Linked DNA regions of Mus musculus: region 2 is linked to region 1. Evidence: chromatin contacts called from public ChIA-PET data. All regions are on one chromosome and are shown on one strand. The core of a region is the stretch at or near the end of the contact, and the rest is flanking DNA. Distances in the headings are between cores, read along the strand shown.

Region 1 (3,563 bases), core at 307-2,806:
AATCCATTATAATGCAAGTGCTATGTAGATGATATACTATATTGTATGGCCTAAAGACAAGAACAGAGACCTATACACACTCATATAAACACAGTAATATTCCTGATTATTTTCAACTTGCTTCTGTTTGGTAGAATCTTTGGTGTGGAACCTATAAACAGAGACAGGGACTCACAGTAATGAATCTGACCTTCTGTCCTCCATGAAGACACAAGGGGCTACGGCAGCCTAGTGGGCGGAGCAACACGGATTTCATGCACTCTACTGCTAGCTCCACACCTGCTTCTCCAGGATTTCTTAGCTATACCCCTCCCACATCTCATGGTCTCTCCTAGATTTTGTCCTATTAACTTAAAAAAAAAATCTTTCTCTATTTCCTAATTATCCTCCCACTGATCTGTTATAAGCTGTTTTATATTTTTGGTTCTAAATACTTGGAAATGCATGTGATACAAAAACAAATATGAATTATATGAATTATTCTGAGTGTCTGGCAGCACAACAGTATAGAAGTTTCCATAGTATTCCAGCAGCAATCCATGTGGCAGCCTGTTTCTACTGTGAACAATCTGGGGAGACAGAGTTGTAATGGATTCTAAATAAGAATGCTTTTGCGTTTAACTCATACGTGCACAAGGGTAGATAGTAATGACACCACAGAGTGGGTGAAGTCATGACAGACTTCTAGAGAAGTCTGGACATCTGAGACAGAATTGAGGTCCTGCTTCTTTAATGTTAAAATTTTCCAGGGGTGTGTTGGGCTGTGTCCTGATCTTTAATGAAGTAGTTCCACAGAGTGACTTGGCTAGGAATCATGTTCTAAGGCAAGATGGCAAGCAGACTTCAGTCAGTACAGAAAAGCCCAGGACTTCTACAGCAAATGCACTGCCACAAATCAATATCTCCCTTAACAGGATAAAAACCTCAAGCACTCCAAAGAACCAAGAAGTAAAGGGCCTGTCAGAAAACTTAAATGCCCTGGCGAATATCAGGCACCCTGCAGAGACAGCCCATGTGCTTTGCACCAACTCCATTGAGAGCAGCAAGGAGCCATCCAAGCAACTTAACTGAAATGCATACAAAGGGTAAATCGAAACAACAGCCAGGGAGCAACCAAGTCACCAATATGAACAGTCCACAGGAATCAACTAGACAGCTCACTCCTTTCTCCCTGGGGTCCCCTAAGAGACTGGAGAACGGCAGAGAGTGCAGGCAGGCTTCAGTGGGTTTGAATTTCAACCTCATGACTTACTGTGTGTGTGTTCTTCAGCACAACAGTAACTTCCAAGACTCAATATTCTTCTGAAAAATGAGGTACTCACTTCTCTTTTATGGGTGAGGCAAAGATTAAATAAGTGAAGCCCTTGCTGATCATTCTCTGAAAAGCCACATGAGGTCAGGTGGGGACCTGGGTTTTCTGCTGTGGGAGCTTTCTGCTGGGCTTCAGAGCGACCGACAGCACAATGCCCAACTGTAGAAGGAGTCCACACCTGTGTATCAGCTCCTGCATGCTATTGTAAAGTTCTCTAGCCCCTTTCTGCCAGGGAGTGAAGCCGTGACAGCTTTTAACTAACAGGATGTGGTATTTTGTTACCCCTCCCTGGCATTAGTCTATTGGTGTTAACTATTCAGTTAGCTGCAATCAAAGATAGGAGGAGCAGCTGCCCCTTAAGCACTCACAAAGCTCAGGAGTTCTGCGTTCAGCAGGCCAAAGCCACATCCAGAAAAGACAAAAGCAAACCCTGAAGAGGACTGGATACTGAAGGTTAGCCATCAAAAAAAGAAAATGATGGAAAGGCTGGCTTGAGGTACTTACTATGCACCTCAGAAATATCAGGTCTCTGCTGTAGTCACCAAATAAAAATGATTTAAATGGCTCTAAAACCCGAAATTCACAGAAACAAAGCAACTATGTTCCATGGCTTAGCCTCCAGACCTATGTATAACAGCAGACTCTGGGAATAAGCACCAGTATACATGAGGAGGTCAGAGGAGGGCAGCGGGCATCTTGCTCTACCATGTTCTGCCTTGCTCTCTTCAGACAGGACCTCTCACTTAACCTGGAGCTGGGTTAGTGGCCAACAAGCTCCGGCTCCACCCTACCCCACTCCCACCCCACCAGTGTTAGGGGCGCACATATACATCCAAACACACTTGACATTTTCCACAGGCTTGGGGAGTCAAACTCAGGTCTTAATGCAAGTGTTCTGACCAGGTAGGCCATTTCCCCTCCTCTATTTTGAAACAGAGCCTCATGCAGCTCAAACTGGCTTCAAACTCGGCTATGGTTCCAAGGCAGACCTCGAACTTCTTCTGATCTTCCTGCCAGGATTGCAGGTATGTGTCACCACGTTCCAGCTAATACATTTTCTTTTCCTTACAAAGGAACCAGTCTGAGGTACTTTACTCTGGCAGCAACAAAAATGTAAGCCGTGAGCTCTCTATACTTAACAGTCATGCAGGAGTGTCCCCACCTGTCATTTCCACCAAACACACCCACTCCCTCTCTACTCAACTCATACAGGTCTCCTCTCCAGGCCACTTTTATTTATTTACTTTTATTTTTATTTTTTCCTGTCTCTCCATTTCTCTTTGTCCTTCTGCTGGTCTTTTGGGTTCAGAATCCCCAAGTAATCAATGACTGATGCTTCTGTGTTCCACGTTGAGCCGCAAGGTCTGGAAAGCACCACTGTAAATTTCACTGTAAATGAGCTTCTCCATTCTCACTACTGAGCTCAGGGCTTGGAAAGTCATGCATGGGTCATGTTGAGGCCCTGTTTCCAGCCTCTAAAAACAGACACCGTCCTCTGTTGTCCTAGCCTGAAGACTAGGGTCAGGATATCTACCATCCATATAAACGTAACCTCTATCAGCAAAGTGGGACTCCTCTAAACCTTCTTTCATGGGGCTCTGTACAGGCTGCACTGTACAGAGGCCAGTGCCTGGTCTGACTCAGTCCAGTCCTTGGCTTATTTGTCCTCCCATATGTCTAGACCCCAAGCCCTGCTGTTATTCAGGTTCCCTATGGCCAGACTCTCATTTGTACTAAAACTCCACCCCAAGACTTAACCCGTGCCAGAGGTATTCCCTTCTAATTTTATTTTATTTTTTTTGTAAAATTTCTTTTGCACATGTGTGGAAGTAAGACGCTGCTTTCCTTGATTACTCTCCACTATACTTAGTGCCAGGGTCTCTCACGAAACCCACAGTTCATCAATTCGACTAGTCTAGCTGGCCAGCTTGCCCCAAGGGTTCCTTATCTCTATCTCCTTGGTGCTGGGATTACAAGTGGGCTCTCATGCCCATATGCTGTTTTATGCGGGCACTAACTAAGGATACCCATTCTGGTCTTCAAATTTGTGTGGCAAGTGCTTGGTATTCTAAGACTTGACTTGAGAAAAGCGGGTCTCAGCCTGTGGATCACGACCCCTCTGGAGATTAAACGACCCTTTCACAGGGGTCCCGTATCAGATATCCCCATATCAGCTATTTACACTACTTAGCAGTAGAGAAATAGTTGGGGGTCACCACAACGGAAGAAACTTTATTAGAGGGTTGCAGTA
Region 2 (3,563 bases), core at 378-2,877, 230 kb before region 1:
GCTTCCTTAGCTTTTTAATGCAAAATAACTTATGTGGGTATCAGGCTCTAGACCTCTCTGCTCTGTTTCTCTGCCAGAGGTAGACATGAATTCTTACAGATGTAGCATAAGTCATGGTGTGAGCTTCCAGCTTTCTGTCCCTATTCTCCGGGTTGTAAATAGTGGGCCCCCACACAGGGGTATGTTGCTGTCACTCTAGCTCTACCTCCTAATCCATTGGGCACTTACTCTGAGCGTGTAAGGTAACCCCTGTAGAGAAGGGAACCCATAGCCTGATTACCAAGCCCCCTGCCCTGCTGGGCACCATGGTGTCCTGCCTGTCAGGATATGCTGCTGGCTAGAGGTGACATAGTACATGGGGTTACCTTGCATGCTTAGGGTAAGTACCCAAAGGCTCGGGAGCTGGGGCTAGAGTGACAGCAGCATGCCTCAGCTTTGCTGAGGCTGGGTTTCCTTAGTCTTCCCTCCTTCCACCTAGCATGCTTGAGGTAAGGAGAGTGGGCTCCAAACTTGCTCCCAGGTTCCTGGCTCCTAAGTGGAGCTTGAGATACCTATATACAACATGCTCTGCCCTGCTGTCTTGACAGGCTGCTGTGGATAAGTGTCGTAGTTAGGGTTTTGCTGCTGTGAAGAGACACCATAACTGAGGCACTCTTACTAGGACAACATTTAACTAGAGCTGGCTTACAGGTTCAGAGGTTCAGTCCATTATCACCCAGGCAGGAGCATGGCAGTGTCCAGGCAAGCATGGTGCAGGAGAAGCTGAGAGTTCTACATCTTCATCTGAAGGCTACTAGGAGAAGACTGGCTCCCATGTGTTTAGGAGGAGGGTCTCATTGCTCACCCCCACAGTGACACAGTTCTTCCAACAAGGCCACACCTCCTATTGTGCCACTCCCTGAACCAAGCCATAATCAAATCACTGCAATAAGGAAGTATCCAGTGAGGTGGCATAGCTCTGAAGCCGAGGGCATCAAGTCTAGCAGTAAGCACAGTTTTTGACAATGCCCAGAGCAGCAGCCCATGCATTGTTTACTCTAGGTATCAGTTGTTCCTTAGCCAGAGCTTAGTACCAAGTTGCTACATGGTAGCATCAATTTTGAGTTCTAAATATAAAGCCTTTTCAGGTAGTTTTAGAGAAAAGTATTTTAGTTGTTAGGATTTATGCTTTTAGAAAATCCTGAGTCATGTTTATATTAGCAGAGTATTGATTTGGTTATTTTAGTCACTACAGATTTTTACATACAAGAATGCATCCTTTTTGTTAATGATTATCTTTTTTCAGGGCTGTACATGGAGTGTAAATAAATAAATCTAATGTAAGGAATGAAAATGTAAACAAGATAAATAGAAGTCTGCATTGCCTTTTTATTAAATAAAATGTTGCCTTTTAACAATTCTCTTTCAAGATTCTCATAATTAGTGAAATACCCAGATATATTCAACATAAAGTTTTATTTCATTGCACATCTTTTAATGGGGATCGAAGGGCAAAACAGAGCACCCTTCATGAATAGTTTGGATCTGTCAGAGAGGAAGTAGGTTGGTGCTTCTGTGTGCCTGTGGGCACGGAGTCTTTGTAATGTGGGGGTTTGCCCTGGGGCTGTTAGTCAGGGCTTAGGGCACGTTTGTACTCCTAGCCTTCTGTGAGTATACCTCTGAAGTCATGGCCCACCCACTTTCTGAACTGAGTCTGCATAACAGGCTACCATTCATAAAACCGCAGACCAACAGAGCAGAAAGAGAACTTAGAAGTTACCTGGGGCAGTAGCCTTGAGGGCATATTTACTTTTTGGCATTAGCATACTTTAAAAAAGAAGAGTTGCTATGTATATGACACTAGAGGGCTTGATGTGTTTGCTGGCCCTGGCCTTGTTCCCAGGGTGTCTGCTGCCCACATCCTGCTACCCCACATAGGCATCTGCAGTGTGGTATTCCCTCCCTACTAGCTTTGCAGTGCTGTCAGCATATCCAGACACATAGCAACCGTAAGAAGTTTACTTATTAATGCAGTAGTCCCTGTTATTTTTGAGGGAGATACACTTCTACACCCCAGGGGATGTCTGACTGAAAAGTGCAGGAATCTATATATGTTATGCTTTTTCTGAACATGTATAACTATGTTAAAATTTAATTTATAAGTTAGGCATAGTAAAAGATTATTTGCAGTTACAAACAGACCAATTGTAGCAATATGCTGTGGTAAAACTCATAGGCACAGGCTGCCTCCTATCTCCCAATGCTACACTCACTTCTGGCTGACTGTGGGTAACTGAAACCATGGCTAGTGGATCCACTTCACTAAAGCAGATGTGCTGAAGAGGATTGTCAGGGAGCTGCAGCACAGCTGCCTCACCCAGCCTTATGTGGCTTTTCTGCCACCCTCCAGAATGAACGTGAGCATCCCTCAGCCTAGTGAATTGCACTCCTCAGTGCAAGACCTCGGTGTGTGAGAAGCATCAGAGAATGAGATGACTCAACCTCCTTTCCCCATTGATTCACACATTTTCAGGGTACAAGAAGACTTGGACATATGGCAGAGTAGGGCTACCATTTATGGGAGCACTGTATATAGTTTTCAGGTCAGTATAACTCAGGCTTCTCCTGCAGGACAGGCGATCTTTGTGTAATGGAGAGTGACACTTTTCTGCGTAGACCCGTTCCTCTGTCCTTTGAGGACTTCCTGTCATTGAGCAGTGATCAAAGCACAGCATCTATGACTTAATAGGACACTGTTCAAGGCATAGCTTATGTTTAAGAGCAGTCTTAATGGAGAGCCCATTTTACTCTCTACCTCAGGACTTGACCATTATAAAAGAAGCAATGGGATATCCGATGGCACCTTACCCTTGTGGGTGGTACACTAGTCCCAACCATTGTTCTCCCTCAAGCCTGTGATTAATCTTCCCCAGAGTGCTGTGGGATTCCACCATATCGTCCTGTCGTTCTGGTGGGGAACAGATACTGAGAAACATTGTACATGATCACTGTTGTTTAGATTGAAAATAATTTTTTAAACAATATATTCTGATCATAGTTTCTCCTCCTCCAAATCTTCCCAGCTCTTCCCTATTTATTCAGCTCGATGCCTTCTTTTTCTCATTAGAAAACATAACAAAACAAAACAGCCAGGTTTTTAAAAACGAAAAATAACAAAGTGAAAGCACAAGAAACACATATCCACACATGTACACACACATATCCACACACGTACACACACATATCCACACATACATATATACACACTCATACACACATGTACACACACAAATACATGCACACTACATACATACATACATACATACATACATACATACACACACACACACACAGAGAAAAAAACATCAACACAAAATTGAAAACCATAATGCACAAGCAAAAGACTAGTAAGCACCCCCCCAAATGCCTAGACAAAGCAATATGAAACAAAAGTCTACAAAAATTCCACCGAGTCATAAGTCTTAGAAAATTAAGTATAGGGCTGGCGAGATGGCTCAGTGGTTAAGAGCACTGACTGCTCTTCCAAAGGTCCTTAGTTCAAATGCCAGCAACCACATGGTGGC

Evidence for each region. ChIA-PET counts read pairs in DNA pulled down with a chosen protein or histone mark.
Region 2: a contact with region 1 is called in an RNA polymerase II ChIA-PET map of memory CD8 T cells, with 10 read pairs. The contact joins two enhancer-like sites. A contact is called at or near these places in 1 of 484 Hi-C or Micro-C datasets (CD4 T cells), 3 of 115 datasets of contacts at active chromatin or transcription factors (effector CD8 T cells, memory CD8 T cells and pancreatic cancer cells) and 1 of 9 other capture datasets (liver).

The regions. Positions count from the first base shown.
Region 1 is chr1:43,540,499-43,544,061 of GRCm38.p6, reverse strand. The region is part of intron 3 of Nck2 (non-catalytic region of tyrosine kinase adaptor protein 2); the gene reads right to left. Among named protein-coding and RNA genes, the nearest start is that of Nck2, 97 kb to the right of the region's middle. Within about 2 kb of position 1,556, at least 64 of the 459 cell types and tissues checked have an H3K27ac peak or open chromatin away from gene starts, as enhancers often do. A contact at or near this core is called in effector CD8 T cells and memory CD8 T cells, where this site is marked.
Region 2 is chr1:43,766,920-43,770,482 of GRCm38.p6, reverse strand. All of the region lies in intron 9 of Uxs1 (UDP-glucuronate decarboxylase 1), which reads left to right. Among named protein-coding and RNA genes, the nearest start is that of Ecrg4, 38 kb to the right of the region's middle. Within about 2 kb of position 1,627, at least 67 of the 459 cell types and tissues checked have an H3K27ac peak or open chromatin away from gene starts, as enhancers often do. A contact at or near this core is called in effector CD8 T cells and memory CD8 T cells, where this site is marked.